Regions from separate parts of the Sus scrofa genome. Here regions 2, 3 and 4 are each linked to region 1. A link is a contact called in public Hi-C and HiChIP or PLAC-seq data. All regions are on one chromosome and are shown on one strand. The core of a region is the stretch at or near the end of the contact, and the rest is flanking DNA. Distances in the headings are between cores, read along the strand shown. Region 1 holds the start of AGPAT1 (1-acylglycerol-3-phosphate O-acyltransferase 1). Region 2 holds the start of EHMT2 (euchromatic histone lysine methyltransferase 2). Region 3 holds the start of SKIV2L (Ski2 like RNA helicase). Region 4 holds the start of C4A (complement C4A (Rodgers blood group)).

Region 1 (5,900 bases), core at 903-3,402:
GACGCGGCTCGGAGGCATGTGTTGCTGTGGCTGTGGTGTAGGCCGGCAGCTGCAGCTCTGGTTCAGCCGCTAGCCTGGGAACTTCCACACGCCATGGGTGCGGACTTAAAAAGAAAAAAAAAAATTGTATTTCTACACCTTAAGAACCAGTGATAAGATAAAATTGTAACGAAAACAGAGGTCTGGAGGGGTCTTCAGGAAGACTTCCAAAAAGTGCCACTGAACTGTGTGAGGCAAGAGAAGAGGCAGAAGAACAGTCCACCCAAAGGGAACAGTGTGTTCATGGCACAGGGGCATGAAAGATCACGGTGTGTCGGAGGAACCGAAGTCAGTCAGTGACTGGAGAGAAAAAGGAATTTGTGGGGATGGGGACAAAAATGTAAGCCAAAGTTGACTTGTTGGGAAGGGCCTTTGGGCAAGAGATAGGCTCTGATCTGTGTCACGGAAACACCCGTGGTTGCCACGTGGAAGGTGGCGGAAGGGGAAGAGAGGAACCTGTTGCAGATACTCCAGGGAGACGCTTGTGGGGGAGGTAGGATGGCCTAACCCAAAGCTGGCAGAGTCCCTCTTCTGTTGCCTATGTCCACCCTTGGCAGTGGGCTTACCATGGGCCACAGCCCTTTCGTCACTGGAAGGGAGTGCCTTTGGCCTTGGTATGAAACACAGACATTTGCCCTGGACACTCTTTGGGGGATTGTAATCCTGCTTCCAACAGTGGGGCAGAGTGGAGGAAGGAGGAAGAGCCTACCAAGCTGGTTCTGCTCGCCTGTGCCCTTCGTCGTGAGCTCTTCCCGCTCCCAGGGCAAGTAGTGTGATGTCCCTTTGACTCTGCCTTCCTTTGTTCACTTGGCAAGGTCTTCCACCCTGCCCGCCTGACCATATTGCCTCCAGCGACGCTGGACAGGAGGGAAGAAGGTGGTGGGATCTGTCTGTCTGTCTGTGGAGGCAGGATTAATGGATGTAGGCACTCCTGGTATGTCCGCGGGTTTATCTGGGAACAGGTGGAGTGGGGTTTTTCTGGGTAAACATTTACGATCCTTTATCTGTAAGGGGTGTGATTATAAATTTGCCTATGCGTGTGAATAGGTCAGTCTTTGTTTGACTGTGTGTGTCCGTGTTGCATTAGTGATAGATCCTTTATTCTTGCCAGTCAGTCCTGAGAACATCGGGGTGTTCTGTCAGTTCTGCTTTATCTGCTGCGTGCTCTCTGTACTTTTGTGTATTTACACATGGGCGGCAGTTTAACCAAGTGGGTAGGAGCACAAGCTTTAGATAGGAAGTGTTTCTTAGGAGTCTTATCAACTCTCTGGACCTATTTCCTTTAAAACGCAAATTGTGTGGTTCGTATTTAAGGGCTTAACATAGTGTACAGACCAGCTCTGTTCAACAGAAATATAATGCAAGCCACATATGTAATTTTAATTTTCTAGGAGCTACACGCAAAAGATAAAAATTAACAGGGTGAAATTAACCTTAGTATATCAAACCCAGTATATCCAGGAAGTTACACTTAAGAATGTAGTCAGGGCCTTCCCGTGTGGTGCAGCAGGTTAAGGATCCAGCACTGCCGTAGCTGTGGTGCAGATTCGATCCCTGGCCCAGGAACTTTCACATGCTGTGGGCACAGCCAAAAGAAAAGAATATAATCAATACCAAAGATTATTACATTATTATGGGATGTTTGATATTCTGTTTTTCATCCATTTTTGAAACCTGGTGTGTATTTTATACCTCTAGCTCCTCTCAATTCAGACTAGGCCACATTTCCAGGACTCGGTAGCCATATGTGGCTGGCAGCTACCATATTGGAGAGCAGAGGGGTGGACAGCTATAAGATCCTTACCAGCTACAGGCATTAGCTGTTTTTACTATTAATGTCCTTTTATTGTCATGTGTGTGGTGTGAGCCATGGATGTCCCTGTCTTGTGTCCCTTGTCTGAATACATCTGGAGCCCTCAGGGAGAGCAGTCCTGAGCTCCCTCCCCACCATCCGCATCCTAGAGAGGCTTCCTGGACAGGTTTTCCTGGAGCCCTGGCCCCATTCTGTGTCTCCAGCCTCGTCCCTGTAGCCCCCGGACCCTGCCTTTTGCACCTAGTCCACCCCGCCCCCCTCCAGGAAGCATGCCCACTGTCCCTTGCTCCATCCCCTGCAGGTGACCAGAATGGAGCTGTGGCCAGGGGCCTGGACGCTGCTACTGCTGCTCTTCGTGCTGCTGCTCTTCCTGCTGCCCACCCTGTGGTTCTGCAGCCCCAGTGCCAAGTACTTCTTCAAGATGGCCTTCTACAACGGCTGGATCCTCTTCCTGGCTGTGCTCGCCATCCCCGTGTGCGCCGTGCGAGGACGCAACGTCGAGAACATGAAGTGAGGGCCAAGGGGTTTGGGGTGTGCGGGAACCTAAGGGGCAGCAGCGAGATGCAGGTGGGGAGGGCAGTGGGAGTGTAGGGACCCTGAGAGCTCAGGGACAAGGAAGAGGAGACGACTGCAGAGATGCCCAGAACCATAGGAGGGGAGGCCACCGCGGCCTGCAGGTGGGCGTCGAGGGACCCCGCCCGAACCCCTTGCCACGTGGAACCCCCACAGGATCTTGCGTCTGATGCTGCTCCACATCAAATACCTGTACGGGATCCGAGTGGAGGTGCGAGGGGCTCACCACTTCCCTCCCTCACAGCCCTATGTCGTCGTCTCCAACCACCAGAGCTCCCTCGACCTGCTTGGTAAGCACCCTCCCCTCCCCATGCCCGGCCTCCTGGACCGTCCCCGGGATCTCCTGCCCTAGAGGCCCTCAACCCTCGCTCGTCTGGGACGTTGCCCAACTTGCTCCCTCCCCGGGCCTCTTTCCCTGGGGTACAGCCACCCTCATAAGCAGGACAAATGCCTGCAGTCACCCTTCCTTCCTGGGGCCTCCCTCCCCCTCCCCCCAGCCGGCCTCTTCCCGGATCTCCAGTCCCTGGTAGTGCGGTGATGCCCTGGGAGAGGTGGGCTGCTTCCTGGAACATTCTGACCCTCACCCCACCCCCCTACCCCCGCCCTAGGGATGATGGAGGTCCTGCCAGGCCGCTGTGTGCCCATTGCAAGCGTGAGCTCCTGTGGGCCGGCTCTGCCGGGCTGGCTTGCTGGCTGGCAGGAGTCATCTTCATTGACCGGAAGCGCACTGGGGATGCCATCAGTGTCATGTCCGAGGTTGCTCAGACCCTGCTCACACAGGACGTGAGTCACCCTGGGGAAAGGGGGGTTATGGAGTAGAATGATTGTAAATAAACTGATGTGCAGGACCCGCAGGCCTCAGAAGTCCCATTATAGCCTCACAACCATTTTCTTTCTTTCTTTTTTTTTTTTTTTTTTTTTTTTTTTCTGTTAGGGCCGCACCTGCGGCATATGGAGGTTCCCAGACTAGGGGTCGAATGGGAACTACAGCGGCCGGCCTACACCACAGCCACAGCAACGGGGGATCCAAGCTGCGTTTGCAACCTACACCACAGTTCACGGCAACATGACGGATCCTTAACCCACTGAGCGAGGCCAGGGATCGAACCTGCAACCTCATGGTTCCTACTGGGATTCATTTCCGCCATGCCACGACAGGAACTCCTGACAACCATTTTCTGACCCCTCCATGTGTCTTCCTTGACCTTCTTTCTTGCCCAGGTGCGGGTCTGGGTTTTTCCTGAGGGCACGAGAAACCACAATGGCTCCATGCTGCCCTTCAAACGTGGCGCCTTCCACCTCGCAGTGCAGGCCCAGGTGATGCTATGCCCCTTCCTCTGCTGGGTCCCCAGCCCCCACCAGCCCTTCCTCTGCTGGTGGAGGCTTGTCATGGGAGCCTCAGAAGAGCGCTGGGGACTGATGGTTTTGCCCTTCCCTCAGGTTCCCATCGTCCCCATAGTCATGTCATCCTATCAAGACTTCTACTGCAAGAAGGAGCGCCGCTTCACTTCGGGTGAGGGCCCCAAGCAGGTCTGGGGTTGGGGGTGGCCAGAAAGGCCAGGCGAGAGGCCGGGAGGACATCCCTGAGAGGCAGGGGCTGGTCAGTGTCAGAACTGTGAGGTGTCCACAGGATCATCCAATGTGACCCCCACATCCAGCCATAAGTCCTCAGGAAGCGCCCCCCAGACCCAGCTAGATGGCTAATGTTTGCTGCCTCCAAGAGGGGCTGTTACTGCCTGGCAGGAAGGACAAGTCCGAGTGTGCAAAGCTGTAACTTTCGGCAGTAATTGCTAAACCGAGATGGTTGGGCTGGCAGGGTGCTGAGGGGGCGTCTGGACCTGGCCCCGGGACAGGCTCTGTGCAGGACCGGGCGGCAGTTGGCAAGCTGAGGGGCAGTTGTCCAGGGCAGGGGCAAGAGAACTGAAAAGTTGGGGAGGGGAGTATGTAGCAGGAGCGCTCATACACCAGGCCCCACCCGTGGGCAGCAGCCTGGCAGACAGGCCATGATGTGCTCCCCCTCCCGCTCCCCCACAGGCCGATGTCAGGTGCGGGTGCTGCCCCCAGTGCCCACAGAAGGGCTGACCCCAGACGATGTCCCAGCTCTGGCCGACAGAGTCCGGCACTCGATGCTCACCGTCTTCCGGGAAATCTCCACCGATGGCAGGGGTGGCGGCGACTACCTGAAGAAGCCCGGAGGGGTGGGCGAGGCCCGGCTCTGAGCTCCCTTCCCATCTGCCCCCCACCTTCTCCACACCCACTAGCCCAGTGGGCCTGAAGCTGGGCCAAGCCCTCTTCCTCATCTCCCCTCTCCCCACTCGTTCTCCTCCTTGGAATCTTCAGCTCCTGAAGTGAATGTGGTTACAGCACCGCTCCCTGCCCCCTCCCCAGCGCCCCCGCCCCACGGACTCTTGCCCAGGTGCAATCTCTCCTGACCCCCACCTTCTGTGCCATCTTGTCTGTGGGACAGTTGCCTCCCCCTCATCTCCAGTGGCTCAGCCTACACAAAGGTAGGAACACTCCATCCCGCCCCCAGCGGGCCCTCCTCCTTCGTGGTCTCTCGCGCTCCGCCCCACATTTGCCAGTGAAGTCATTCATTCTGTGGAACAGTTCCGCACTCCCAAGTCCAGTGGACACATCCGTTTATGAGGAGGACTCCTCACACTGCGGCTGGAGGCTGATGCCTGGACCGCTCCTCCCGGGCTCATCCCAGAAACATTCCTCCACCCTCCCCCTCCCTCCCGTGGAGCCTCCTGTCAGCGGAGGCTGGACTCTTCTCAGAGGTCTCATCCCTGCCCGCATCCAGGTGCCCAGGGTGGAGCACCTGGAGGCCAGTTTGGTCTCCACGTTTCTGCATCCCCTCATCCCCTTGGTACAGCTGTTCAGTGGTCCTGGCCCCAGCCAGCGCCCCCGCAGCCCCGCTGTACCACTCTAACCAGACGCGAGGGGAAGATGCAGACCCCAGGTGCTGCACCCACTTCTCCCTGGGGAAAGGGACTGGACCCTGGCGGGAGGGGATGGGAGGGCTTTTAATTTATTTCTCTTTTCTTTTGAGGCTTCCCCTCTCTGAGCCAGTTTTCATTTCCTCCCGGTGGCATTAGCCACTCCCTGCCTCCCACCCCAGACCTGTGCCCACAACCAGGGAGGTGGGCTGGGAGCAAAAGGAGAGGGTGGGACCCAGTTTTGTGCGGTTGATTTTTATTAATTATCTGGATAACAGCAAGAAACCAAGAATAAAGATTGAGAGAGATCTGGGCACTTTCTGGCTGTGTTTGTTAAGGAGTTAAAAAAGCAGTCCTCACCCAGGCGTCTGCCCCAGCGGGCAGACTTGGAGGTGGGCCAAGACAACCTGCCCTCCTCCTGTCTTCAGTTTTCCAAAGTGTCCACTGTTCATTGCTCCTTAGGGGCAGATACCCTTATCTGCAGCTCCCCAGCTGGCCAATCCCAGAGGATTAGTGGATCCAGTTTCTGTATAAAT
Region 2 (5,900 bases), core at 1,031-3,530, 220 kb after region 1:
CTTCGCTCACAAGCCTGCCATCAGGCGGCATCTCAAGGAGCAGCACGGCAAGACCACTGCCGAGAACGTGCTGGAGGCCAGCGTGGCTGAGATCAACGTCCTCATCCGCTAGCGCTGGCAGGGGCAGGCGCTGGGGCCCTGGGCTGGGTAGGAAGGGGACCCCCCCCGGCCCAGGAGAATAGGGGGGTGGGGGATCGAGGATAGGCAGGTTCGGTGGGGAGCCTGAAGAGACACACACCCTGAGGGAGGGGCCACAGATTCCTTGGAGAGAAGCTGCCTCTTCAGAAGAAAAGGATGGGGAGGGTTCTTCGGGAAGGCCAAGGGAGTGGTAAGGGGATCCCAGAGAAAGATTTTCTTCTCTTAGAGGTGCATAGATATGTGGAGGGAGGGGAAAGGTCTTATAGGAATGAGAGGGGGCAAAGACTGGAAAATGTTTCATTCCTGGCTAGGTCTGCCCAGGAAGAAGTTCTGACATTTCTTGAGGTAGGGGGTGGGAGGGTGGGAATCGGGAGGGAATTTGGCAGGAGGCAGCTTGAGTGCTCCTGCTTAGAATAGAACCTTGGGAGAGGGAGTGGTAGGGGGAAAGGATTATTGAATCCCAGAAAAGGAAGTTCTTGCATGCTGGGGGAACGGGTCTGTGGGTACAAGGCTCACCAAAATTGTAGGGCGAACAAAATAAGGTGGCAGGTAAGAGAATATGGGGGTGAGCATCCTGGGTAGATATTGGGAAGTGGGGTACAATAGCAAGAACTATGAATAGTGGTGGGGGTGGGGGGTAGGGCACTTAGATGAGAGGACATGAGAAGGGCTGTTTGGGGGGAGGGAGAGGAGTAGAGACTTATACAGTATTTTTTAAGAAAAAACGTATTTTTTAGGATTTTTTCTGGAGTTTGGGGTTTTAGTTTTTCTGATTTTGTTTTCCACAAAATAAAAAAAAAACAAAAAACTTTTTTTTTTCTTATACTCTGTCTGGCAACTGTGTGTAAATGACTCTCCGACCCTAGACCGCCTCACACTCTGATGCCATTTGCTAAGTACCTGGAGGTCACAACTCATCCAGGTCTCATGCCTGAAGCTACCTTGACAAGGGAAGGGGGAGTGTAACAAGTGGGATTCTCCAGCCAGGGACCCACACCCCCAGTTCTGCATCCTCAACACCTGCTGGATACCTCATGTCACAAAGGTTCCATGATTGTTTGGCAGAGGTGTCAACACTTGACCTGCCCCTCTAGTTGAGTCTGGTACCAGGGCTAGGGAGGGGCGCTAGGTGTGATCGCTGTGCCCAGCCAAAATTGTAAGCAGGAGCCTAAGTTTGGGCATCTTGGGTCTGGGAAAAAGTTTCGTGTCGCCTGGAAGGCAAAAAAAAAATCACTGGATTAGGGTGTGGAGAAGACTACAATTCCCAGAAAGCTCTGGAATAGTTCTTAACCAAAGAGGACTACAGCTCCCAGAAGGCCTTGTATTGGCCTCAGGTGCCCTATGTCCCAACCACCTACCTGAGTCAAATACTGCATGTGAAATACAGATATTTTCCAAAATTTGACCATAATGTAGTATCTAAAGAGATGGTACCCCAAATAGACCCATCAAAGTTGTATGTCTTAGTACTGTTGACTGGGCTATGACCCACGCAATACCTGCCTGGATATGCTTGTTAAACAGACGGCAATGACTCCCGCAACTCTGGAGGCTTACCTGAATCCCTAGTGCATGTGGTGGCCTAACATGTCTGGCATAAACAGAGGAGACATTTAGCCCCAGGTTTTCAAGAGGGGGTCGCTGCTCCAGGGGACATTAAAGCAGTATGCTAGAACCAGCCAAGAGGAGACCTTCAGGTGTCCTTCGCGTGTCCCCATCGCCCCCTTCTTGCTTGTTAGAGAAGCGAGGCCAAAATTGAGGCCGAGCCTTCTATCTAGTGACCTAGAAACTAGAAAGCAACCAGAAGCGGGAAAAGCACACGCGGGTGGGATTGGAAATACAGCCACTGCCAGGAGCCGGGAGACTCAGATGCTCTGTTACCTAAAACCAGGTCGGGGATGGAGAAGCCACACCTGGACCTAGGCGTGCCTCGCCTTCGGTTCCCCGCTGAGCCGAGGCCAGGAATGGCAGGAATTTTCCCCGGCAGCCCCCAGCTTAGGTCAGCCACTGCCATTTCAGAGGCCGCTCTCCGGGGAGAATGGCCAGAAAGCGCGTAGTGGCTCCTTTAAGGCTCCTCCTAGCCCTCCCTCCCCCGCCCACGTGACCCGGGGCGGCCGCGCGCCGGCTCGGCCCCCCGCGCAAGCGGCGATGGCGGCGGCGGCGGGAGCTGCAGCGGCGGCGGCCGCCGAGGTGCGGAAGGGGAGGGGGAGAGGCGGGTGCATGCCCGCGCGCGCGCCCGGGGGAAGCGCGCGCCCGTGCAATGCTCCGGGGGTGCAACGGGGCCGGGGGGCCCGGGCGGGACTTGCAGCAATCCGGAGGGCCAGCACCGGGGGCGGATGAGGGGACCAGGGGGTGGGAGGTGGGGGGAGTGGGCACGGAGGCGCGCATGCAGCCGCCGGCTGCCCCCGAGTGGGCGGCGGGCGCCGGGGCCCCGGGAACACGCGCGAGGGGCACGAGGGGCCGTCCACCGGGCTGGGGGGCAGCGGGCGCAGGAGGGGTTGGTGCCCGGGGTCCCCGCGGCCTGGGGGACAAAGGGGGAGCGGCGCGTGCAGCCGGGAGGAGGGGGCGGGGCCGGGGCGCGGAGGCCCCGCCCCCTCCCCCTCCTCTCTTCTCGGCCCCTGAGATGCGGGGTCTACCCAGAGGGAGGGGGCTGCTGAGGGCCCGGGGGAGGGGTCGTGCGGCCCCTCCGGGCAGCCGAAGCCGCGGAAGGGGGGGCCCCCATAGAGGAAGAGGTAGGCCCCGGAGCCTACTCTCTCTTCCCAGGGCTCAAGCGTCCTGGGCGCCCCAACTTCCTACCGGACTGACCAGTCCTCCTATCCCTTGTGTCCCCTCCCAGGGGGAGGCCCCCGCTGAGATGGGGGCGCTGGTGCTGGAGAAGGAGCCCAGAGGAGCTACCGAGAGAGGTGAGTACGGCAGAAACGGGCCCAGTTAAGACTTTCACCTCCCCCAACACGGGATCTCCTGAGCCCTTGGCCCGAACTTTTTTTTTCCTTTACAGTTCATGGCTCTTTGGGGGACACCCCTCGTAGTGAGGAGGCCCTCCCCAAGGCCAACCCTGACTCCCTGGAACCTGCTGGCCCCTCATCCCCAGCCTCTGTCACAGTCACCGTCGGCGATGAGGGAGCTGACACTCCTATAGGGGCCACACCTCTCATTGGGGATGAACCCGAGAATCTCGAGGGAGATGGGGACCTCCATGGGGGACGCATCCTGCTGGGTGAGAGGCCAGGGAGTCTAGGGGGGTGAGGTGAGGTATTCTCAGGTTCTGCCTTCCCTCTTATCTTGCTTCCTGCCTGCCTGTCTGTCTTCCAGGCCATGCCACAAAGTCATTCCCGTCTTCCCCTAGCAAGGGGGGTGCCTGTCCCAGCCGAGCCAAAATGTCAATGACTGGGGCTGGAAAATCACCCCCATCAGTCCAGAGTTTGGCTATGAGGCTGCTGAGTATGCCGGGGGCCCAGGGGGCAGCAGCAGCAGCAATACCTGAACCCCCTCCAGCCACAGCCAGCCCAGAGGGGCAGCCCAAGGTCCATCGAGCCAGGAAGACCATGTCTAAACCCGGAAACGGACAGGTGAGGCTTAGGAGGAGGGGTGGGGATGGGGTGGGAGAGACAAGATAATCAATATAAGGCCCCTGTGAGCTGCATTTTCAGTTTGGCTTCAGACCTTTTCTTATCCAATCACGGCTTCACATGTTTACCAAGAGGCTACTGTGTGTCAAATTCTGGACTAAGGCTTCATATGTGAACAGACAGACAGGTTTCTGTCTTCCCCAGGTTTACATTCTGGAGGGCGGGTGTAGAAGATGCAGATGTTAAAGCCTTAATTAGGTAGTTAATGTCTTAATTACTCTTATGATAATGACTATCTAAAGAAACTTCAAACCACTTTTCCTTTCTACCTCCAAGCAAAAGTCCCACGGGAATGCCTCCCTCTCTTCTTTCAAACTGTCCCTGCTGTTTTACTGTGCATCTCTATAGGGAGGGAGCTGAAGGACACAGAAGTGATAGAGGAAGGAAATGACAAGGGCCCTAGAATCTCAGAAGCTTTACGATGATGTTTTTAGGGCTCTTGGTATCATGTTCTGGGCATGGTTTAGGTAGCTTTGGTCAAGGCCTTTTGTTTTCTCATCTGGAAAGTGGGGAGAAAGGGCCTGCTTCTGAGTGCTCGAAGAATTAACTGAGTGTTCCATGTGGGATGTGCTTGGCAATTCTTGTTCTTGCCACTGGAGCTTGGGTGGCAGGTTTGAAGGTGTGGCTCACCACCCACCCCACCCCCCAAACCTGGGGTGCTACGCTAATCCACAGGGAACCATAGATGCTCCCTGACCCTAAGTGTCCTCCCTCTTGGCCCCCAGCCCCCAGTCCCCGAGAAGCGGCCCCCTGAAGTGCAGCATTTCCGCATGAGCGATGACGTGCACTCGCTGGGGAAGGTGACCTCAGGTCAGTCCCACCCCCACCCCACCCGCCTGCAGCTCGCTTTGGCCTGTCCAAAGGGTTTCGAGTACAGGCCTCACTCCTTTCCCTCTCTCCTTCCAGACGTGGCCAAAAGGAGGAAGCTGAACTCAGGAGGTGGCCTGGTGAGCCAGGAGAGGCAGAGAACAGGGCCTCTCCATTGGGGGGGGGGGCTCCATCTCACCCTGGAGGAAGATGGGGTTGTGAGGAAGTGCCAGCAGCTTCAATTTTTTTTTTTTTTTTTTTTTTAACCTTTTTCTAGTCGGAGGAGTTGGGTTCTGCACGGGGTTCAGGAGATGTGTCCCTGGAGAAGGGCGACCCCGGGTCCCTGGAGGAGTGGGAGACGGTGGTGGGGGATGACTTCAGCCTCTACTACGATTCCTACTCTGTGGATGAGCGAGTGGACTCGGACAGCAAGGTGAGGGAGCTGACCGCCCTCCCGCCCACGCTCCCCCACATCCAGGGCCCTCTCTTCAATCTTTCCTGCCCCTTTTTTTTCTCCCTTTTTCTGAACACCCGCTAATTCACCGCCCCAAAATATCTAGAATTTATTCCAGTGCGTGCTCTATGCTGCATCCATCCGCTTGCTCCTCTCCAGTGAAAGTCACCACCTCAGCCTTTGGGTTTAACATCCCATTTATGGTTTATTTGTCCTTCGTTTGCTTGTTTATTCCTTTGCTCCTTGTTTGGTTTTATTTCACATGTGTGTTTAGCTATGCGACATAATGCTTCATCTGGCTTGTTTTGCTTTTTGTTTGTTTTGTCATGGCAACATGCAGATACACACAAAAGAATAGAATAGGGAGCCCACCCCGCCCCAGTAGCCATCACCCAGCTTCAAGGATTATCGATACACAGCCAGTCTTGAATCATCCATTCCTCTTCCAACACACACATCTGCTGGATTGTTTCAGAGCAGATCCAAGACACCATATCATTGTATCTGGAAATACTTCCGGAAGTTCCCATCATGGCTCAGCAGTTAACAAACCCAACTAGCATCCATGAGGGAGAGGGTTCGATCCCTGGCCTCGCTTAGTGGGTTAAGGATCCGGCGATGCCGTGAGCTGTGGTGTAGGTGGCAGACTCAGCTCGGATCCTGCATTGCTATGGCTCTGGCATAGCACTACAGCTCCAATTGGACCCCTAGCCTGGGAAGCTCCATATGCTGTGGGTGCGACCCTAAAAAAGACGAAAAAAAAAGAAATATGTTTCCATACGTATTTCTAAACATTAGAGCTCTTTTTTTAAAAACATCCCTGCATTACCCTTTTCACACCAAAAAAAAATTTACAAATGATTCCTTAATAT
Region 3 (5,900 bases), core at 2,203-4,702, 160 kb after region 1:
CTTCATGGCCTGACCCCGGAAAAACCCTGTCCCCCAACCCTTTCCTAAACTAACGTGGGTCGTTCTAACCTCTCTCCCTTTCCTTGCCATTTTTCTTCAACCTCGGCTCGGTTTCTCCCCCACACCTCTCATCTAAAGAAGGAGGAGGGGGAGTTCCTGCTGTGGCTCAGCGGTCATGAAACCAGCTAGTATCCATGAGGACGCCGGTTCAATCCCTCGCCCTAGAGAGTGGGTTAAGGATCTGGCATCGCTGTGGCTGTGGCGTAGGCTGGCAGCTGCAGCTCTGATTGGACCCCTTGCCTGGGAACCTCCATATGCCAGGGATCTGGCCCGAAACAGCAAAATAAATGAGTAAATAAATAAATAAAGGATGAGGCAGGGAAGCCGAGAAGAGATGAGACTTAGAAAGGGCGCAGGTGAGAACAGGGATGGTGAAGGGGGAGGCGGTGGCGGGGACCTGTACCGTGTCATGTGTTTCTGGGCGAGGGCGATGGCGTATTCAGCCACAACTGTCTTCCCCGCGGATGTGTGAGCTGCAACAAAGACTGAGTCGTGCCGTTCCAAGTGCAGGATGGCCTGTTTCTGAAACACATCTGGCTCAAACGCCCACTGTGGGAGAGAGCAGGAGATCGGGGCTGAAGAATGGAGGGGGTCTTCCTGCCTCCAACTTGAGGGGCACTCGGGGCAGCAGGGAGAAAGCCAAGGTGAGGCCAGGCCAGGACTGAGGTCCAACACTGGCCTGAAGGCATCAGGCCTCCGGTGGGGGGAGGACCCAAGGCTGGGGTGGGGGCGGAGGAGAGCGGGTGAGGGCTGCTCACACTACCTGGAAGGCTGGCTGGGGAATGAGGCGGTAGAAATCACCCACGGGGGAGGTGACATCCACGGGAATGGCCCACTCTTCCTGAGGTGGGGGCTTGGGAGGCTCTCGGGGGGCTACAGCTGTGGACGCTTCCTGGAAAAGTCAGAGGTAGGGGTGATAAAGACAGAGGCAGAGAGCATTCCACTACCACCCCAACCAAAAGATGCTCCAGTCTTTCTCTTGGACCCAGGCAGGCCCGCCCACCCTGTCCGGGGCAAGGCCCCTTCTTCCCTGCCTCAACAGCCCAGAACCACCAACCTTCAACACTAGGTCCTCCAAGCTGCTTGCTCGAGCCAGGGGAGCACTGCAGGGAGGGGCAGAAACAACGTCCCGTTGGGCACCTCCTGGCTGTCCCACTGCCTCACTCTCATCCTCATCGCCCCCACCCAAATCCAGGGGCTCCAGCAGGCGGCTGAGGCTGAGCAACCCAGGAGCTGGAGCTGAGTGATCTGAGGAGCAGGGCAAAAAACAGTCATGTCCAGCTCTGCTCTGAAGCAGTAGGGCGCCACTTCTTCTACGCCCCCATCTCAAAACTGAAACTCACCCTTTGGTGCAAAGTCCACACCTTTCTTGAAGCCGGGCGGAACAGTCAGAAGATCTGGAGGAAAGGGACAGAGAGAGAGAATCAGGGCTACTGCAAGCTGCTGAACAAGTCACTATATAAACCTAAAGGACATCATTCACAGTGTAGATGCTGTAGTTGGGGATATTTGTCATGACACTTTTCCAACAGTTGACAGCAGGGTTCCTTCTAATTTGCTCAAAGAAATAAGAAAGCCAGCAAGGACCCAGTGAGAGGCCTGGGCCCTTCCTCCTCGGGGCCTGGGCTCAGAGCCCTCCCTCAAAAGGGCCCATCCTGGCACCACCTCACCTTTCTCGAAGTCTATCTCCTCCTCTGCCTCCTCCCGAGTACTCAGATCTGTGATGCTAGGCTCATCCATCCCACCTGGGGAGAGGTTGGAGAAACAGGGATTCATGGGGTGGCCATGACTCAGGGGGGTGGAGAATAAGGGCTCCCTCTCCCCGACCATCCCATTTCCACAAGCATCACCTGGCCAAAAAGGGTACTGTGTTGGATTCCCCCACAGGGACTGGGAGGCGGGCCCTGGTGGCCGGCGAAGAGATAAGGAGGTTGTGGCCGACAGGTTTGTATTCTCTAGCAGGACCTGAGGCAAGAGATCAGAGCGCCAGTGAGGCTGAGTTGGCCTCTGACAACCCCCCGCTCCGGCCGCCACCCCCCCACCCCACCCCCCCCACTTCCCAACTCTGCTTCTTGTGGCCCCTGACCTCTTACCTCCTTGTAGCCTAGTATCTGGCCTGTGGTTGGGTGTCTTTGGGCCTGCAGGTCGGAGGGGACTGGGGCCCCCAGTGCGGCCAGGAGAGACCAGGGATCCATCTTCCTCTGCCATTTTCTGGACAGAAAGAAATTTTCAGCTCTTTCTCCTCTGTCTCAACTTCCTTCAGGAACCCATTTCCCCTAGTCCAGGCCCCTCTAGACTCCTCACCGGGCTGAGTGCTCCACACCATGCAGAGGCAGCCAGGCTGGAGAGGACAGAAACAACTGTTCTGCTTCTTGCTGCAGATCTGGGGCACAGGGTGGGAGGCCGTGGGGAAGCTGGAACAGGGCAAGACGAGAGGCATGAGGCAAGGAAAGAGAGTAAGACACAGACAAAAGAGATGGTGACGGGCTTCATGTTTAGATCAGAAATGGTAGGTGTCCCATACAGGCTAGGACAATTAGGCTGAAGCAATAGTTTCCAAAGGTTGTCCTACTTTATAGGAAAAACTGACCTGCAACTGAATTATCTGGAGAGCTGTTTAATAATATAGATTTTGGATTAAAGAATTTCTGGAGATGGACCTAAGAATTTCTAATTTAGGAAAGCTCCCCCTCTAATCATGAGGCACACAGATTCTGATAATCACTAGTTTTAGGAAAAGGAGCCCCAGACCTAAGGATGAAAAACCGAAGGTGCTCAAGGGCTGACCTATCAGCCACCAACAAGTGCCCTGGTGCTTGGAGACAGAAGAAGATGCCAGGGAGAAAAGACCCACTGGAAAGAGCAGTTCTCAGAGCTAAAGTTATCCCCAGGGCTCCCTGCTCTGTCTTCTCATGGGCTCTGACGCACTGCAGGTCGACTGGGTTGGGATCCATCCCGCACCAGTCCAAAGCTGGGATGACAGGTGTCCAGAGACAGGTGAGCCAGGTCAGGTTAGACCCTACTGTGAGAAGGCTGAAAGGGGTTTTAAGCCCTATTAATAAGGGTCAAGGTTAGGTTAGAGCTAAAAGTCACTCACGGTGCTCTCTGGAGCCCCAGGCACATTCAGCAGCTCCCAGCGCCCGGTACATCCTAGCTCCAAGGCGCGGAGGGGCAGATCCAGGGGATCTGGGGTAGGCAGCACTATGGGAGGAAAATCACAGGTCAGGGGTCAAGGGTCATTCCCTGTCTCCTCCTCCTTCCCACCTTCTGCCCCCTCACCGAGTCGCTCCGTCTCCATCATCCTGGAGCCACGGTAGCTGCCGGGCAGCCCGGAAGTGTAGGGAGGAGCCGAAACCCGCGGAACTAGCGGCGACTTCCGGAACACACCCCGCTGGGGGCGGGGACGAGCACTACCGAGGGGCGGAACCCAAGCTGGTGGGAGGCCGGACGGAAGTGTGCGCGCCGCGAGCCGCCTTGGTTACCGCGGTCTCCGCCCCTCGCTACGTCATCGCTCCGAGCCAGCGATCCGCTGCCCGCGCGGGCGCCGCCCGAGACCGTGGGGCTCCGGTTGCCGCCCCCTCAGGTAAGGCCTTCTCCGTCTCACCCTTCGCCCCTTTTTTCCGAGCTCCTTCTCTCTTCTTGCCCTGTTCGTTGCTCTGAGAGCGCTGCGCGGGTTCCACTGCCTCCTCTGCTTTTCGGACCCTGCGAATGCCATACTAACCCCAGCGAGGTAGGGGGGGTCTGGTGCCATCGTCTTCGCGACGGAGGGGGTGTTTCTCCCTTCCTGGGCTACGTGGTGCCCCAAGGCGCTGGTATCCGTGATTCCCGGAGAGAGAAGGGAATGCTGGTTGATCCCGACGAGCGGGGGCTTGGACGGCAGCTGGTTTAAGCAAGGGGTAGGGAGAGGCAAAAGACAGGAGTAGGCAGGCCTGGAGGGGTGGGATTGGGTGCAGTGTGGACGGCGTGTGACCCCTGGGCGGTGACAGTGGAGAAAGATGTCTTGGGCCCTGCCCCTGAACCAGGAGCCACCATGTTGGTGATACCCCCCGGACTGAGCGAGGAGGAGGAGGCTCTGCAGAAGAAATTCAACAAACTCAAGAAAAAGGTGAGGGAGTGTGTGTGGGCATGGCCCAAACTTTCAAAGACTCTACACTGAGAACACCTGGGGTGAGTGTGAGGGGATGGGGGGGTGGGGGTTCTTCTAGCTCATACCTAGAGACATGGCACCTCTCAGTGTCCCTTCATGGGTGGACTTTCTCAAGGTGGATACTTGCTTTTCTCTCTTTTCTGTATAGTCTGCCATGGAGGTGTCTTCCTTTCCTCCGGCTTTTAGTACCACCTAAGAACTGGTGATCCCAGGCTTGGTTTTTTTTAGTTCCATCTGTATCTTGCCAATAACCTTCATATATTGCCGCTCTGGTCTTACCTATTCTAATCTTGGTCTTCCAAATAGGACTGACTCCATTCACTTCTCCCGCTGTTTGGAATCCAGATCTCGTCTCTGTCTTATTTGCGTAGCCAAATGTTTGCCGAGTCGTCTTGATTCCTCCTTTGAAGTAACTTCTTCTGTTTACTCCTTCCTGTGTATTCTCGCAGTCAGGCCTTTGCTGATGCTCACCTAGACTGTTGTAATCGTCTCTCAGCAAGTTTCTTTTTTCGACAGACTTTTTTACTTCTATTAAAATGGTGCTTTGAAAACAGAAAACACTGTCCTTCTTTTTCTCAAAAGCCAGTGGTTTCACATTGTCTATAAAAGAGCCTTAATTTGGCAGCCCTTCCTCGTCAAATAGAACTATTCCTGGGAGTTCCCGTCGTGGCGCAGTGGTTAACGAATCCAACTAGGAACCATGAGGTTTCGGGTTCGGTCCCTGCCCTTGCTCAGTGGGTTAACGATCCGGCGTTGCCGTGAGCTGTGGTGTAGGTTGCAGACGCGGCTCGGATCCTGCGTTGCTGTGGCTCAGGCGTAGGCCGGTGGCTACAGCTCCGACTCAACCCCTAGCCTGGGAACCTCCATATGCCGAGGGAGCGGCCCAAGAAATAGCAACAACAACAACAACAACAACAAAAAGACAAAAAAAAAAAAAAAAAAAAAGAACTATTCCTTAATCCCAAAACACACACACATACACACACACACACACACACACACACACACACACACACCCAGAGTCTTATCTCTGCATCTTTGCCGCCTTGTTTTCTTTGTCTAAAATGCCTTTTCTTTTCTGTATGTTATTGTAGATTCTATCCAGGGCTCAGTTTAATGTGGGCATCAGGAAGGTCTTACTTGCTCTCAGCTATAGTCTACACTTCTTTAATCAGTCTTGACAATTTAGTCTGGTCATCTTATTTCTCAAACTCTAAGCTTCTTGAGGGGAGGATTTCCGTCTCATACTTCTGCATAGACCTGTTACAGAAATTCCTAGTGATGCTCTTTCTGATTAAACGTTTAGGGGGCGGACAGGTGAAGCCCCCAAGAAGGCATGGAGACTTACACTTAATTGCAGCTTGTATCTGCAGACTCTGGTCTATGATTAAACCCCTTGTCTTCGACTTGAGAAACGTGAGACTCTGGAAAGCCTCTGGATACTGTGGTTTGAATAGATTAGGTGTTGTTAGCATTGTAGATGCTCTGGGGGACCATATGTGAGAGGCAGGGCTGCCTCAGTGTGCCACTCTAGGGGCACCATTTGCATTATTTTCTCTGAGAAAGTTGTCCCCTGGAGTGATGTGCCCAGGGGCCTTGGGAGAGGACCTGGGCAGGGACTGGCCCTCACTGACCCCTCTCTTCTCACTCTCATTCCCAGAAAAAGGCATTGCTGGCTCTGAAGAAGCAAAGC
Region 4 (5,900 bases), core at 1,113-3,612, 140 kb after region 1:
CCTACCTTGGTCTGATTCTCCAGCCCCCGAAGGAAAATCTTTTTATCATCCTCATCCAGGAGCCCAAAGCGTACATATGCCACCCCCTGCACTGGCTTCCCGTAGACGTACCTGCCACCACGGAGAGAGGGGTGGAGGCTGAGGGCTGGAGGGAATAACGGAGTGGGCTGGGAGGGAGGAGGGCTGGGGCGGGGGAGGGAGTGGGGTTCCAGGGCACGTACATCTGGGGAACATGAATGGGGAGCCCTGGGAGCAAGGCCTTGCTGGGGGGCCAGGGGGTGTTACCTGGCTTGGATGACCATTTGGATTTCATTAAGAAAGCCAGGCGCTGTCAGGATGTAGGGCTGTTCGGGAGTGATCGTCACCTCAAAGTTGGGAAGGACTGACCAAGGGCAAAGTGAGGGCAGATCAGACTCTTGTGAAAAGACCCTCTTTTTTTTTTCTTTCTTTTTTTTTTTTTTTAATTTTAGGGCCACACCCACAGCATAAGGAGCTTCCCAGGCTAGGGGTCAAATCAGAGCTGCAGCTGCCAGCCTATGCCACAGCCACAGCAACGCCAGATCCAAGCCTCATCTGGGACCTACACCCTAGCTCACAGCAACACCAGATCCTTTAACTCACTGAGCGAGGCCAGGGATCCAACCACATCGTCATGGATACTAGGCAGGTTCATTACCACTGACCACAACGGGAACTCCCTGAAAAGACCCTTTAGGGACTCCTCCCCCCTCTTGGCTGGGGCAGCCCCATCCCCTGACCCTGCCCTGTCCCCACCCTCACCCCTTATTCCCTGCAGGAAAGGGGCTCTTACCATATTTCTTCACCTCGAACTGGGTGCTGCTGTTGGAATCCAGGCCATCTGAGAATCGGGCTGAGATCTTCCAAGTTCCTGGCCTGAGCACAGACAAGGCGGGCGGACTCAGCCCATGTGTGCGAGAGGCCAGCTGAGGGCCAGGGACCCCGCCCCCCCAGGAAGAGGGGAACCAGAGGCCCAGGGGGCTCCGGATGTGACTGGGTGGACGTGGGAGTTGGGGAGGTGGGAGGGAGCAGGTGGGGGTGCTCACTCGGCGATGTCTGGGATCACTAAGTCATCCTGGAAGATGGACGAGGGGACATACACCTCCTTCTTCCGCACGAGGAGGCCATGAGAGTTCTGCGATGGGAATGGAAGCGGTCAGGGTCGGGGATCCGATCGGCAGCCCTGGCCGATCCGGAAGGTCAGAGGTCAGGGACTCACCTCCACCATGACCGTGAGGGTTTCTTCCGTCGGGCGCATCTTCTGATCCAGAGCAAAGACCCGGTACCGAACTGGAAATGGAGGGTGAGGACGTGAGCCAGAGGCCAAGTGCCAGGAGAGGGTGGGCCCTGGCCCTGGGGCCCCTTCCAGGGAGCGTCGGGGAGGAGAATAAATATTTGGGAAGCAGCCTTCCTGTGGGGTACTTTCCAGGGCTGTGGGTGCCATCACTCAAGGGGCTGGGAAGGGCTGCGAAGTGGGGGCCCCGGGGCTGAAACGCACCCCGCTGGCCCGGGTTATAAACGGGCTGGTCAGTCTGCAGAAAGATGTGCCCCCGGCGAGAGGAGAAGAACAGGTTGACTCCCTGAATGTTGGTCTTTTTGGACAGATAGTCCTTGAGCCATGATGACTGGGCCACCAGTTGCACGTCGGGGGCTCTGCGGAGAAGATGGAGCCCACACTCCTTGGCGCCTGCCACGGAGATCTGCCCAGAGAGGGAGCGAGAGTGGGTCAGAGACAGAGCAGAAGGAAAAAGAGACCCTGAGACAGAACCGGGGGAGACCCTGGGCTGGGAGGAGGGGAGGGGCGTTGGGAAGGAACAAGAGCACAGAGGACAGTGTGGCAGGCGGCAGGTGGTGGCGGCAGGGAGCGGCGGCCGTTACCTGGAGGCTGAGGAGTACAAAGTCTCTTTCTGAGCTGAGGCTGAACTCCACTTTTGGGGAGCAACGGTCACGAGTGCTGGATGGGTTTCTCAGGAACACCGATCCTGTCACCACCTGTCCTGGAGGAGCATCCTGGAGCTGCACCCCCACTGACAGGGGGACCCCCAGGTGAACCACAGAAGGAGAGAACAGGAGCAACCTGGGAAGAACAGGCGGGAGTCAGCAGCCACCCCACCTCAGGCCCCTCCACCCCTCACCCCCGAATCGGGTCCCCCTGCCCCACCCCACGCCTGCTGTCCCCTCGCCAGCCCTGGCCTTGCTTGGGGTCTCTAGCATCCTGCTTCCAGGACCTGGGCTTCTGCAGAGACAGGGCAAAGAAGCTGGATGCCCAGATCAGCACCCAGAGGAGCCTCATGGCTGGAGGACTCAGGAGGGATCAGACCTGTCTGTCCGCCTGCTCCTTTCTGGTCACCCTGGGGCTGGGAGCGGGGTTGACTCTGGACCTTGCTCCTCCCCTGGCCCAGCCAAGCTGGGAAACCACGTGACAGCCAAGAACAGCAACTGGCCCCAGGCCCAGGATTGGGGGGTGCGCCCCGGACACCTGGGTCTCTGAGGAAATCACGGCCCAGAGAGAGGTCCAGCCCTTCCCTGTTAACCCCTCTTATCCCAGTGCCCTGGGCACCTCCCCTACAGGATGTAGCCGGGTGTGTGTCTGCACCTACATGCTCTCAGGTGTAGCTTGTACACGAGGATACAGGTGCAGGAGGGCCCCACGTGGCTCAGCAAGCGGCTGGAGACACGTGGTTCCTTTGTTGGACCCACAAAACAAGGTACTAAGACACTTGTCTCTCACTATAACCCCCACAAGAACTGACCTCCACTAGGTTTTGGTGTGCTGGAGGCTCACTCAGAAATTCTGTGGTTTAGATCAGCATATCCTCACCACCCCACGGGGCGGGCGAGGGGGACTGACCTTGATGTCCCCTTTTTCTCTCTGAACAATGAGGCAAAGCTCAGGCCCAAGTTTGGCTGTACCGCTACCCCGAAATGAGGTGCCCGAACACACACGACACATTAAACAAGACATGCAGAAAATGTCACAGGCAGAAATACTTTATTTGGCAGTTTCAACCCAACATGTCGGGAGAAGAACCCTCCTTCGGCAGCCTCTCCAGATACCCCTGCTTCCCATCCCAAGACAGGGCAGCGGCAGCAGCTTGCTGCGTGGAAGGCAGCAGCCATGGCCTGGGCAGTTTCTGGTTCCACTTTCAGCAAAGGGCAGAGAGGCACTGCCCAAACCCCACCACTGGGTCGGAGCCCAGGTAAACAGCAGCGGGCACATCTGACCCTTTGCACAGACACAAGCCCAACACTCATCGTGGCTCCCAAACCCTCCCAAGGTGACCCTATGTCAGCCAGGGTGGGACGGCGCGCCTGGGCCCCTCGCTCCCCATGCTGGGGACATGTCCAACGATGAGCAGAATCCTCACGTCTCCGGCAGGCGGAGGAGGGTACCAGAAGTGGTGGAGACACTGGGCAAGAGAAAGACAAGGCTGGAGCGAGACACCTAGGCCCAAGGTCTAGGAAGAACTCAGAACGTGGCCAGGGATACTCCCGGGTTCCAGAAAACCAGAGAGGAGCTGGGCTTCGCTAGCGAATGAAGCACGAGTGGGGACGAAATCTCACCTTGGGTCATTGCTCTGTCCCCTGCCAGAGGCGAGGGGAAGGGGGGGGAGGGGGCAAGACTCACCAGTCCACCAACTGGGCCCCAATGAGGTCGTGCACGTGATAGGCCAGGCCCAGACGCACCGTGGCAGGTGCCCGCCGGCCCAGGAGTTCCGAGAGGAGGAGCTCCCGGTACTTGGCTTTCCTGACCATGCCCAGGACGGCCTGGCGCCCTGGAGGAGGCAAGGGCACGGGAGAGAGGAGAGGCGAGTAAGGCCTGGAGGCCTGAGGAGCCCCCAAAAGGTGTTCTTGAGGGGCTGCGGGCTTGAGCTACAGGCAGGATACCTTTAACAAAACACTTGATGAACCTCCCGGCTCCGGGCACAGCGAGCCACCAACTTCCAGCGTCTCGGACAGTGAGGACCCCGGCATTCACCAGCTGCCTAAGAGGGGGACATGGGCACTGCCTCTGAGAACCCTCTCTCCTCCCTGCCTGCTAATGTTTGGACCCTAAGTCTCCAGAAGCCTGGGCACCCAGGCAAGGGGACTGGACAACAGAAGCCCAGCCCGGGGCAGTTCCCTGCTCACACCACGCCACTCCGGGCCCCGAAGCAGCTTGCTTGCTCCCTCGTCCCACCGGACTGCCCTGTCCCCGCTCTTTCTTTTCCTATTATTGTTACCTGGTCACTAAAACATCTCCTCTCAGAAGCCTTCCTTGATGCGTGCCCGACACACTCTCAGATCCACCACCGGGGAGAGACAAGGGCCTTCCTCCCAGGTTCCCGCCACCACCTACACACACCTCACAGCAGTTCTAACCCCACCTTACTGGAAAAAAAGTTTACAAAATGCTTCCGTGGGTTACAAAGCAGGGAGCCTGAGCCAGATACAGCCTCTTGGAAGGCTATCTGTATTTAACCCTTGCCCAGCTGCTGCTCTGTTGCATGTGAAAGCCTTCGGGGCATCAGAGCCCCAGCCAGTCCCTTTTCCCCTAAATATCAACATGATTCCCGTCAGGCGTTTATCGCTCCTGCCAGGCCTCTCTCTGTATTTGATTAGCCACCAGATTGCCTGATTTTAGTCCTGGGCTCTTTCCAAGGCCCCGGGTAAGACAGGCCTCTTCTCTTGGGGGAGGAGCACAGACTTAGGCCATTTTATTACAAAGAAGAGTCAGCCTTTACAGCAGGTTCACCGAAAGGAAGAGGACAAGGCCAGATGGCACAGGAGAGGGGCAGGGAGGGGCCCGATGCCTGATGCAGATGGTCCCCCAGGTCTCACGTGATCTCCGGATCCCTGAAGCCAAAAGTCTGTGTCATTTGGTCCTGCTGGAAGCTAAGGTCGCCACAGGCTGGAAGCACCGAAGCCAGGAACTTCTGCACTGTGCCAGCATAGGGGCGGCCCTCGCAAGCCTTGAGGACCTGGAGCCAGAAAGGAGAGACGTGGTCTGGCCCCACCTTCACCCTCCACTGACCTCGACCCCCAGGACAACCCTTCTCTTCCTGTGTTCTGCCACGTGCTCAGGGCCTTCGCCCTCTCATTCTTTTCCTCCTCCTCTGCTCCCTCTCCCTCATAGAAACACTTACCGGAGCCCTGTGTCCGCTCTGTGAGAGGAGGGGTGGGAGAACCGTCTCTTTCCCTCGTATTTCCATTCCCCAATTTCCCCGCACCCCCGCCTCTGGCCCCCATGACACACTGTCACACGCACTCTGGTCCTGTAGTCCTCGGTGAAGATAATTCCTTGTGCGTCCAAGTCGAAGCCTAGCTGGATGATTCTGATCTCCCCCTGCTCTTGAAGTGCCTTCTGTCTCCAGAGGGATGAGAGTGAAAGGAAGGCATCAGAGTAAGACACTCTGCTATATACACTCCAGGTCCTCTGGGGCAGGGAGATTGATTGATTTATCTTTTTAGGGCCGCAGCTGTGGCAGATGGAGGTTCCCAGGCTAGGGGTTGAACTGGAGCTGTAGCTGGTGGCCTACGCCACAGCCACAGCAACACAGGATCTGAGCAGCATCTTCGACCTACACCACAGCTCACGGCAACACCAGATCCTTAACCCACAGAGCGAGGCCAGGGATCGAACCTGCGTCCTCGTGGATGCTAGTCAGATTCGTTTCTGCTGAGCCATGACGGGAACTCCAGGAAGATTTTACTTGCGAGGTTTTTCTTGGGGCGTTTCTCTACACGGAGAGAATCAGGTGGGTCACCAAATAGTCTTTTCTAATTAGTTCTCCACCTGCCCACCTCATCAGTTATCTGTTAAATAAGCAATACATAGTTTCTAAGACCAATCATATGCAAACACCAAGATAAAATAGTGATTAAGACATAGGCCCTGCCCT

The links. Hi-C and Micro-C count contacts between places; a contact is called where the count stands out from the background. HiChIP or PLAC-seq counts read pairs in DNA pulled down with a chosen protein or histone mark.
Region 2: an H3K27ac HiChIP or PLAC-seq map of alveolar macrophages shows a contact between it and region 1. The contact joins the promoter of EHMT2 here to the promoter of AGPAT1 in region 1. A contact is called at or near these places in 1 of 5 promoter capture datasets (liver), 3 of 47 Hi-C or Micro-C datasets (embryonic fibroblasts, liver and subcutaneous adipose tissue) and 1 of 2 datasets of contacts at active chromatin or transcription factors (alveolar macrophages).
Region 3: a contact with region 1 is called in an H3K27ac HiChIP or PLAC-seq map of alveolar macrophages. The contact joins the promoter of SKIV2L here to the promoter of AGPAT1 in region 1. A contact is called at or near these places in 1 of 5 promoter capture datasets (fetal liver), 2 of 47 Hi-C or Micro-C datasets (alveolar macrophages and heart right ventricle) and 2 of 2 datasets of contacts at active chromatin or transcription factors (alveolar macrophages and skeletal muscle).
Region 4: a contact with region 1 is called in a Hi-C map of liver, with 2.1 times the contacts expected there. The contact joins the promoter of C4A here to the promoter of AGPAT1 in region 1. A contact is called at or near these places in 3 of 5 promoter capture datasets (fetal liver and liver), 1 of 47 Hi-C or Micro-C datasets (liver) and 1 of 2 datasets of contacts at active chromatin or transcription factors (alveolar macrophages).

What each region holds. Positions count from the first base shown.
Region 1 is chr7:24,204,682-24,210,581 of Sscrofa11.1, reverse strand. It overlaps AGPAT1 (1-acylglycerol-3-phosphate O-acyltransferase 1), which reads left to right and starts at 2,152. Exons shown (of 7, transcript NM_001033008.2): 1 at 2,152-2,362; 2 at 2,582-2,715; 3 at 3,034-3,071; 4 at 3,074-3,208; 5 at 3,647-3,742; 6 at 3,866-3,938; 7 at 4,460-4,652. The coding sequence starts at 2,163. The coding sequence ends at 4,644. It overlaps EGFL8 (EGF like domain multiple 8), which reads right to left. Exons shown (of 9, transcript NM_001123111.1): 9 at 5,604-5,900.
Region 2 is chr7:23,989,053-23,994,952 of Sscrofa11.1, reverse strand. EHMT2 (euchromatic histone lysine methyltransferase 2) reads left to right here and starts at 2,280. Exons shown (of 29, transcript NM_001101823.1): 1 at 2,280-2,328; 2 at 2,975-3,041; 3 at 3,137-3,355; 4 at 3,451-3,707; 5 at 4,493-4,577; 6 at 4,674-4,714; 7 at 4,852-5,007. The coding sequence starts at 2,287. It overlaps ZBTB12 (zinc finger and BTB domain containing 12), which reads left to right. Exons shown (of 2, transcript NM_001101821.1): 2 at 1-423. The coding sequence ends at 112.
Region 3 is chr7:24,044,568-24,050,467 of Sscrofa11.1, reverse strand. It overlaps SKIV2L (Ski2 like RNA helicase), which reads right to left and starts at 3,452. Exons shown (of 28, transcript NM_001101817.1): 1 at 3,340-3,452; 2 at 3,158-3,261; 3 at 2,365-2,474; 4 at 2,154-2,271; 5 at 1,911-2,025; 6 at 1,731-1,805; 7 at 1,404-1,457; 8 at 1,118-1,308; 9 at 824-952; 10 at 464-609. The coding sequence starts at 3,361. NELFE (negative elongation factor complex member E) reads left to right here and starts at 3,567. Exons shown (of 11, transcript NM_001101825.1): 1 at 3,567-3,643; 2 at 4,083-4,165; 3 at 5,868-5,900. The coding sequence starts at 4,091.
Region 4 is chr7:24,064,481-24,070,380 of Sscrofa11.1, reverse strand. It overlaps C4A (complement C4A (Rodgers blood group)), which reads right to left and starts at 2,362. Exons shown (of 41, transcript NM_001123089.2): 1 at 2,247-2,362; 2 at 1,897-2,095; 3 at 1,517-1,718; 4 at 1,238-1,308; 5 at 1,065-1,153; 6 at 812-894; 7 at 286-382; 8 at 6-111. The coding sequence starts at 2,311. It overlaps STK19 (serine/threonine kinase 19), which reads right to left. Exons shown (of 7, transcript NM_001128450.1): 3 at 5,267-5,362; 4 at 4,840-4,979; 5 at 3,907-4,004; 6 at 3,647-3,794; 7 at 2,983-3,428. The coding sequence ends at 3,383.